Regions from separate parts of the Rattus norvegicus genome. Here region 1 is linked to region 2. A link is a contact called in public Hi-C data. All regions are on one chromosome and are shown on one strand. Each heading gives the region's core, a stretch centred on a gene start, on an enhancer-like site or on the middle of the called end of the contact. The rest is flanking DNA. Distances are from core to core; before and after follow the strand shown. Region 1 holds the start of Cfap91 (cilia and flagella associated protein 91). Region 2 overlaps Timmdc1 (translocase of inner mitochondrial membrane domain containing 1).

The links. Hi-C and Micro-C count contacts between places; a contact is called where the count stands out from the background.
Region 1: a contact with region 2 is called in a Hi-C map of Schwann cells, with 5 times the contacts expected there. The contact joins the promoter of Cfap91 here to the enhancer-like site in region 2. A contact is called at or near these places in 11 of 12 Hi-C or Micro-C datasets (the A7r5 cell line, the Rat2 cell line, Schwann cells and 7 more).

What each region holds. Positions count from the first base shown.
Region 1 is chr11:75,917,298-75,921,860 of GRCr8, forward strand. It overlaps Cfap91 (cilia and flagella associated protein 91), which reads left to right and starts at 1,832. Exons shown (of 16, transcript XM_039088902.2): 1 at 1,832-2,038. The coding sequence starts at 1,918.
Region 2 is chr11:75,748,522-75,753,227 of GRCr8, forward strand. Timmdc1 (translocase of inner mitochondrial membrane domain containing 1) reads left to right here. Exons shown (of 7, transcript NM_001007676.1): 5 at 424-502. Among named protein-coding and RNA genes, the nearest start is that of Timmdc1, 16 kb to the left of the region's middle. Within about 2 kb of position 2,435, at least 14 of the 93 cell types and tissues checked have an H3K27ac peak or open chromatin away from gene starts, as enhancers often do. A contact at or near this core is called in Schwann cells and hepatocytes, where this site is marked.

The DNA of each region.
Region 1 (4,563 bases), core at 582-3,081, 170 kb after region 2:
TAGACATGCCTGACAGAGCAGGAACGCCAAGGGCCAGGGTCCTGTGGATCATCGTAGGAGATCGCCACAGGCTGGCTAATTATCTGAAGACAAATTTACAGCACACACTGTGTAAAAGTAGATCCAAAAATGGGGAGAAGTGTTGAAGTGACGAAAGTTCCTGGCAGGGAAAAAAATTCCCTCATTTCTATAGTTGTCGATCCATGAACCAAAACCCAATTTCTAAAATTGAGTCAACCAATTTCTAAAATGCAATCTAAAGTGGAATCTTGTTTTTAAAGCTGTAAGGTTCAAGTTAATTAGAATGTCAGATGTGTGGAAATGGATGCTACCACAGTAGCAACTCTGGAAACAATAAAACTTCATGGTTACAAATTCACAGAGGTAGACATGCCTGGTTGGATTAAAGGTATGAACCACCATGCCCAGCTCATTGCTCTGGTTTTGATGTGTAAGAAAAATAATTCAAGGGTTGGGGATTTAGCTCAGCAGTAGAGCGCTTGCCTAGTGAGTGCAAGGCCCTGGGTTCGGTCCCCAGCTCCGAAAAAAAAGAAAAAAAAAAAAAAGAAAAGAAAAATAATTCAGCGTTTTATCTTTATGATCAGGGTAACCAAATTAATATAACTTGGTTACCTGTATTTCAGGATAAGAAAGCTTTTTTTTTTTTTAATTACAAAGTGCTAGAAACTCACTGTTCTAGAACAAAATGAGGACTTCTAAAAAAATTTTAATGATACAAATTAGTAATAAATAGCATATTTTATTCAATCACGTAAATTTGAATATGTACAATACAAGTTTGGATAAAAGGATTAGAATCGGGCTGGAGAGATGGCTCAGTGGTTAAGAACATTGACTGCTCTTCCAGAGGTCCTGAGTTCAAATCCCAGCAACCACATGGTGGCTCATAACCATCTGTAATGAGATCTGATGCCCTCTTCTGGTGTGTCTGAAGACAGCTACAGTGTACTTTCATATAATACATAAATAAATAAATCTTTAAAAAATAGAATTAACTTTGTTGATGATAACAGTGACTATTTTAAATGTATCATATATCATTTGGACTAGAGTGTATACCTCAATAGTAGGGTGCTTGTAGCATATGTGAGGCCCTAAATTCAATTCCCAATGCTACAAAAATAATGAATGGATGAATAAATAAACGATATTATTATTTGAGACACTGGCTAATTTTAAGGTAAAGTGATACTATGAAATTTCTTTTTAAAAGAAGAACGGATCATGGACAAAAGCTGACTCACTTTTGCCTCTCTAGTTTGCACTTCGTTTGTTTTTAGAAGCAGAGACTATGCGTACACCATACATAATTCCAAGAGCAGTCGGCTGGAGATAGATTTCCTATTACTGAAGCCAAGCCCAAAATATAGGAGCTTGGATTTCTTCACCTTGTGGAAAGAGGCTTTTAGAAATAAAAGTACCCAATTCTAGCAGGTGAAGGGACCCCCCAGGGACTTCTAGAAGAGACTGGCTGCAAGGGCTGTCACTAGCAAATTGCTCTTGGTTTCCTCAAGTAGCCTTTCCTGGCATCTACTGGGCAGAATCCTCCATCCATCCTCTAGCCTCCTCTTCCTAGCTCCGCTTCTTTCCATGCCAGCATTTCCCCCTTCTCTTGACTACTCCCTTCGGGTAACAAGCTCCTCAGGTCGCCCCACAGTTCGCCTCTTCATTCTGCCAGGTTTGTCCACCCTGCATCCCCACATCCACTCTGCCACTCCTTCCTGCCACTTCAAACTGCCCCTCGAGGCCCAGCCCTTTCACTTCCCAGCCCTGCCTCCTGAAGCTCGCCCCGCCCCTTATCCCTGCGTGCGTCTGAGGTTGCCATAGCTACGGTGTACACGGCTACCAAGCCTCCCATAGCTGGTTTTCTGCTGGCGGGAGGAAGACGGCAGCACCATGAGCCAGACAGTGACCATTCAGGAGCCCAGGACTAACGTTCCGGGGTTTCTGTTCCAGTGCAGAGATGTGTTGAGGGCCAAGGGCAGATCGGCCACTCGAGTGTACGATTTCCTGTACGGTAAGGACTGCCCAGACCTCCCGGGGGTTGGGGGGAGGCTAATGTGACCTGGTAGGGGTATGGCGTGCTAAAAAAAACTAGCTTCAAGACAAACCTTTTGGCTCTGGACCGCATAGCTGGGACCCGAGTCCCAGCACACAGTGGGCCACGCTCTCTGCAGCACTTCGGAGGCCACAGGTGTGCTCAGCTTCTCCAAGTACCAGACCCGGGTCACCCCTTTTCCCCCCATAATTTATCATCCTGAAACCTAGTCTGGTTCATTCATTCAGGTACATATTCATAAAAGTGTGAAGTCATTTGCAGAGCTGGAAGGTGTTCTGGGTAAAGAGGTTCCAGTTTGTTTCATGTTTGTTTTCAATGGTTTCCCTCCTCCTCCTCCTCTCCTCCTCTTCCCCCTCCTCGTCCTCCTCCTCCTCCTCTCTCTCCCCTTCCTCCTCTTTTTCCAACCTTTTATTAATCAAAACATTGTTGATAAATTCAGTGCACTGCTTCCCCTAGGACCAATTAAACTCCAGTTTATGTTATGTCCCGATTTTCCTCTTGTGATCTATCTCTCCAGAGCTTAAATTCGGGTTCACGCGTGCATCATCCTCTAGAGCCTATTACAGTACCGTACACAATATTATGTATAAAAGTGTTCACTAGATTACTGGATTCACTATAAGTGCAACCATTTAAGCATGACACTTTCTTTTCCTGATTTTTGCCTTCTGTAGAACCAGGCTGTTACCTGAACCCAGCATTCGTTTCAGCCTTATGGTATTTCCTTTGGATCTCCAGACTCTTCTTCTGAAGACCCATTTCCTTGACTTAGGCTGTGTAATTACCGATTGCATGCTCTTTTACTTAGGGTTTCTGATGCTGGGACAAAACATCATGATCAAAAACAAAGTTGGGAAGGAAAGGATTTACTTAGCTTACACTTTTGCATTACTGTTCATCATCAAAGGAAATCAGGACAGGAACTCAGGCAGAGCAGGAGCCTGGAGGCAGGAGCCCATGCAGAAGCCTTGGGCAGTGTTGTTTACTGGCTTGCTTCCCTGGCTTGCTCATCTTGCTTTCTTATAGAACGCAGGACCACCAGCCCAGGGATGGCACCATGGGCTGGGCCCTCCCCCACTGATGACTAATTGAGAAAAGGCCTTATATCTAGACCTCAATGTGTTTGAATGCTTAGCCCACAGGGAGCGGCACTGTTAAGAGGTGTGGCCTGGTTGGAATGCCTTACTGGAGGAAGTGTGTCACTTTGTAGGTGGGCTTAGAGGTCCCCTATGCTCAAGCTCAAGAGGATGACAAACACGTGTAAACCAGAACTTAAGCTCTGGAGAGATAGATCGCAAATGGAAAATTGGGGTGTAACATAAGCTGGAGTTTAATTGGTCCTAGGGGAACTAGCGCACTGAGTTTATCAACGATGTTTTGATTAATAAAAGGTTGGAAGAAGAAGGCATTGCTGGAGGCATTTTCTCAACCGAGGCTCCTTCCTCTCTGATGACTCTTGTGTCAAGTTGACACACACAACCAGGCAGTATAACACTTCTGTCTCAGGGTTTATTGCTGTGAATAGACACCATGACCAAGGCAACTTATAAAGGAAAACATTTCATTGAGGCTGGCCTACAGGTTCAGAGGTTCAGTCCATCATCGTCATGGCAGGAAGCATGGCAGCATCCAGGCCGAGCTGATGCTGGGGACAGAGCTGGGAGTTATATGCACATCTTGATCCACAGGCTACGGGGAGAGACTGTGTGCCTCACTGGGTGAAGCTTGAGCATAGGGGACCTACAGAGTGACACACTTCCTCCAGTAAGGCCACACCTGCTCCAAACAGGCCACACCTCCTAATAGTGCCACTCCCTGTGGGCCCAAGCACTCAAACTCATTGAACCTATGGGGACCATACTTATTCCAGTGGTCCACTTTGTTTATTCTTGGTTTCATCTTATGAAATTAATCTAGTAAATGTTTGGCCATGGTATTTTCATCCTTTGACTCTCTCTCTCTCTCTCTCTGTCTCTCTCTCTGTCTCTCTCTCTCTCTCTTTCTGAAGGCTGCTTATGGCTTTAGTGTCACGTTGGTTGACTTTTTTCTTAAGTTTTACTTAATTTATTTTATTTAATGTGCATGAGTGTTTGCCTGTGTGTCTGTCTGTGTACCACATGTACGTCTGGTACTCTTGGAAGTCAGAAAAGAGCATTAGGTTCCGTGGAACTGGAGTTACAGATGGTTGTGAGCCACCTTGCGGGTGCTGGGAATCGAATCTGCTAATAGCTAGAACAACAAGTGCTCTTAACAGCTGAGCCATCTCCTGGGCCTCACCTCGCATGATTTTGATAGATAGTATGCTTAGTCATCAGTACTCTTCATCATTAAACATGTACCCAGGGAGCAGATACTTGCAGTAGTGAAGTAATCGTTTGTTGACCATTGGAGAGATAACTTGGGCCCATCATCCACACAGTTTGTATAAATCTAAGGGATAAATTCTAAAGATGGCTGATCTTATCTCTTAATAGAGAATTATT
Region 2 (4,706 bases), core at 1,185-3,684:
CAGAGCTCTGTGACTTTGAGGCCAGCCTGGTCTATGAAGCAAGTTCTAGGACAGCCAGGACTCTACAGAGAAACCCGGGTGGGGAGGTAGGGGATGGTGGGAGGGGGTAGGGCATGGGGGATGAAAGAGGTGAAAGATGTGGACGAAAGTGAAATATACCGTCAACTTTTAAGAGGAAATTGGAAAAGAAAAACTGGAATTAGAGCTATAGGAAAGACTGAGGATTCATATTTATAAAATACTTTCTTCTTACCGTAGAGCAGGCAGAAAGGTATTTTGATGGCTCTTCACACTTTCATACCTCATACCTTGTTCACGCTGGATTCAGAAAGCTCACTTCGGGGTCTGTGTTCTTACTGTGAAAGAATAGAAGTGTAGCATCTAAAGGTGATTTAACATTGCTTTTTTTCCCCTTTTAAATAGCTGTCACAGGAGGCCTTTTCAGAATAAACTTAGGTCTTCGAGGCCTGGTGGCTGGCGGTATAATTGGAGCTTTGTTGGGGTAAGTGTTAACTTGGTTTAGTCTGTCTTGTCTACTGAAGGGATTAGTACATAGAACTATATACTAATAAAGCACAAACCTAGTCCTCAGAGACTTTAAAAGATGTTTGTCTTGTATCATCAGGGGCCGTGACTATCTAGTTCCTTATTGGGGCAGTTATGAGAGGATTAAAACCAAATGCTTTTTTTAACTTAAAAATTGTGGATTTTTTTTTTTAATGTGTACATGTGTGTGTCTGTGTCTGTGCCCAAAAAGTGTCAGATCCCTTGACGTTGTCATTCCAGGCACTTGTCAGCTGCCTGGCTGGGTGCTAGGGATAAAAGTCAGGTACTCAGCAAAGACAACGCACACTCTTTCCCACTGAGCCATACCCCAGCTCTCACTGTCCACTTGTTGTATTTATAGTTATCACAGTGTAATTAAAACAGTAAATAACAACTCAGTAGCATAAACAGGATGCATATTCAAGATTCCTTTTCACGGGGTAAAATATGTGTAAACATCGCCAATATGTGAAATTACTCGTAAACAAAATATTCATAAGGAGCAAGAAAAATGACCAGAAAATTGTTCATAGAGAACACATGTGTGCTGTAGCATGTTAGAATTGTTATTTGTTTTGTTTCCATGAATACATATTTTACTTAAAGGTTCTTCTTCTTCTTCCCTAGTTAAAATGCTAGAAATTCAAAATGGTTTCAACCCTACTGAGAAGCTGGATTAATGAGTATACTAAGGCCTCATGATGGACTCAATCCCAGCCTTTAGTCCAGTGGGCAGAGGCAGACAGAGCTCTGACTGTGAGACCAACCTGCTCTATAGAGTGAGCTCCAGGACAGCCAGGGCTACGCAGAGGGCTTCTGCCTCGAAATACCCCCGTGCCCCAATAGAGAAGCTGTGTATGGGTTTGTGAAGTGGCTCAGTAAGCTTACCCCCAAGCCTGCTGTCCTGACTTGTATCCCTACAACCCACATGTTCAAAGGAAGGATCTGACTGCTGATTGTCTGTGACCTGCGCACCCATGCTCACGCACACACGTGCGCACACAGAGTAAGAAGTGTAATGGTTTAAAGACTTAGCAGGGCTGGGAAATCAGTTCAGCATCAGAGCACAAGCCCAGCATGCACAAGGCTAAGTTGAACCATTTGGGATTACCCCTAACTGTATCAGCATGCGTCTGCTAGGGAGAGTTTGCAATAGAGGTGTCAGCCCTTTCATTGCCACTGCAGTCCCCAGAGTGGTTCTCAGTTTGCTTTGATTATCCTTGCGTTAGCTTTGGGTTAAATGTTTTTGTCAGGGTTGCTACATAAGTGCAGCTGTGCCCCTGGTGTATAGCACAGCAAGAGGCATGTATGTCACCCATTATAAGCGTTAAGTATTTGGTATATTGGTGATGATCTGTGTTGGCAAGGATGGAGGTGAGAGGAAGCTGCACACACTGTTGGTGGGAATGTAAGGCAGGCAGATATCAGTGAGTATGGGGCTGCCTGGAAACTAGGGTGGATCACACTTGTATCTCAGCCCTTAGAGCAGCGGTTCTCAGCCTTCTGACGCTTCCACCTTTTAACACGGCTAGCTCCTAATGGCGTGGTGACCTCAACCATAAAATTCTTTTCTTGCTACCTCATGGCTGTAATTTAGCTACCATTGAGAGTTGCAATGTAAATATCTAATATGTCACCCCTGTGAAAGGGTCATTTAACTCCCCAAAGGGGTCAGGACCCACAGGTTGAAAACCGCTGAATTACAATATAAAAGACAGGAGTTCAAGGTCATCTTTGGCTACCTATATGATGCCAGCTTGGGCTACATGAGACCTTGTCTCAAAAAAATCAATAAACCAAAAGCAAACAGTAAAACTAAAACTGTTACATGATCCCGTGTACTATTCCCTGGCATGCACTAGAGGGAGTCTGAGTCAAACAGTCTGTGATCCGCATTTCCTCGCTGGGACTGAAAGCCAGACACTCCCTCCCTGTTCCTAGAGGCCACCCACATCTTTCTCATGGGCCATCCATGTTCAGAATAACAATCTCTCTCCTCACACTGAATCTTCTGCTCCTTTTCAGACAAAGGAGACAGCTTTTAAGCTCACTCACCCAGATAATCTCCTTCTTGATTAAACCAGAACTCCAAAATCCATATTTCCATGCAACATGGCAAAACCACAGGTGTACTAGAGACAATGGGACCCAGGAGACTGGATCCTAAAGATGAGGTGGACCAAAGTCTCATGTGATTTCCATCTTTATTCAGAGCATCAGACAGGGTCAAGAGGAATCCTTTAGTCAAGTGAACAATTACAGGACAAGTCACCCATGGCAGAGATCTTTCCACAGGGACAGCTGAATCATAGTGGCAGGTGACAGTGAGTCTCTTAGACAACTCACATCTCTCCATACACCTGGGAGGGCACAGCATGGGCCAGTCCCTAAGAACACTTGTGTGTTTTGAAGAAACTGAGGTCACAAGACTCTTTTGTCTTGTTTTGAAGTTTTCTCTCAAGCACTCAGTCCTCACACGACTCCATTCTTAGACCGTGTTCCAGCAGTGGAGGGATTCGGACAGCAAATGTGGGGAGACTTGAGGCAGGGCTCTCTATTCAGTTCCACTGCAGTTCTTTCCCATGTGATTAGGTAGGGAGCGCATGTGACTGAACACCCGTCATCCCGTCCCCACGTGCCTTTGCTGCAGTGGTTTTAACAATGCATTGACATCCTTGCACCTTGGTTTTTGGGAAGGTGCTTACAAAGACAGCCTGGTCCTGGCCATCCTTGTGTTCCCATTAATTGACATTCTTCTGAACGAGTTATCCTTCATCCCTGCTGACCCACCCATCTGCCATCCTACCACTTTGTCAGGTTGAATCATGGTTGTCTGTTCTGAAGGGAGGGGACTGAGAGGTTTGAGATGCTCTGTAGGGCAGGCCAGCCTTGACCTTGTTATCATCCTTAGCTTTCTGAATGCTGAGATTATAAGCATGATTTATTACACACAGCTGGATTTATGGATTTTATTTTACAGTTTTCTTTTTCAAGACAGGGTTTCTCTGTATACCCTTGGCTATCCTAGAACTTATTTTGTAGGCCAGGCTGGCCTTGAACTCCGAGATCTACCTTCCTCTGCCTCCTGAGTGCTGGGATTAAAGGCATATGCTGCTACCACCTGGCTTATTTTACAGTTTTTTAATTGAATGAAATTTCGTTTGTCAAAACCCACTGCTAACATTATTTTTGTTGTATTGGTAGTCTATAAGCTTGGTCTGGAGGGAAACATTGTTGAAGCTAGTGGGAAAATTTTTCCTGATAGGGTCACTAGTTTGGGCTAGCCTCAACATCCCCATGTAGCCAAGACTAAGCCTGAACTTCTGATCTTCCTACTGCTACCTCTGAGGCAGTGGGATTGCAGGCATGTACACCTGCCATTTTACCCCCTCTGTCAAACCAGCAAAAATATGTTACACTTATCATCTTGACTATTTTTTATTAGTTTTTAAAATTAGTATAGAATGGAGCATGGCATTTTCATAATACTTTGTTCTTATGGGTCCTCCCATTTTCCCACATTGTCACCATTTTAAGTATGAATTCAGTAATATTAAACATATTAATGTTGTTGTACATTACATCCCCATAATGTTTTGTCTAAAACCTGAAACTATATTTTTAAACTGTAATTCCTCTCATCACTCCACCCAGCTATTGGCAACCTTCTTTTTACTTTCCCTTCTATTTAATTTTGACATGCATACCAGAATCATACAGCATTTGAATGAATGGAATCACAACATTTCGTCCTTTTGTAACTGGCTTATTTCACTTGCTTACCAACTTGCTTGAGATTTATTTACATTGTAGCATGTAATGGTTTCTCTTTTTTAAAAAATTTATTTATTTATTACATATAAGCACACTGGAGCTGTCTTCAGACACACCAGAAGAGGGCATCAGATCCCACTACAGACGATTGTGAGCCACCATGTGGTTGCTGGAATTTGAACTCAGGACCTCTGGAAGGTCTTAACCACTAAGCCATTTCTCCAGCCCATGGTTTCTCTTTTTAGTAATACATAATTCTCTCCCTCACCCCCTCTCAGTGAGACATTTTTTAAATGTCTGCTGATGTATTTTTGGATTTCTTTTGTTTAGCAAAAAAAAAAAAAAAAGAAAGAAAGAAAGAGAATGTAAATGAGATTATTGAAATT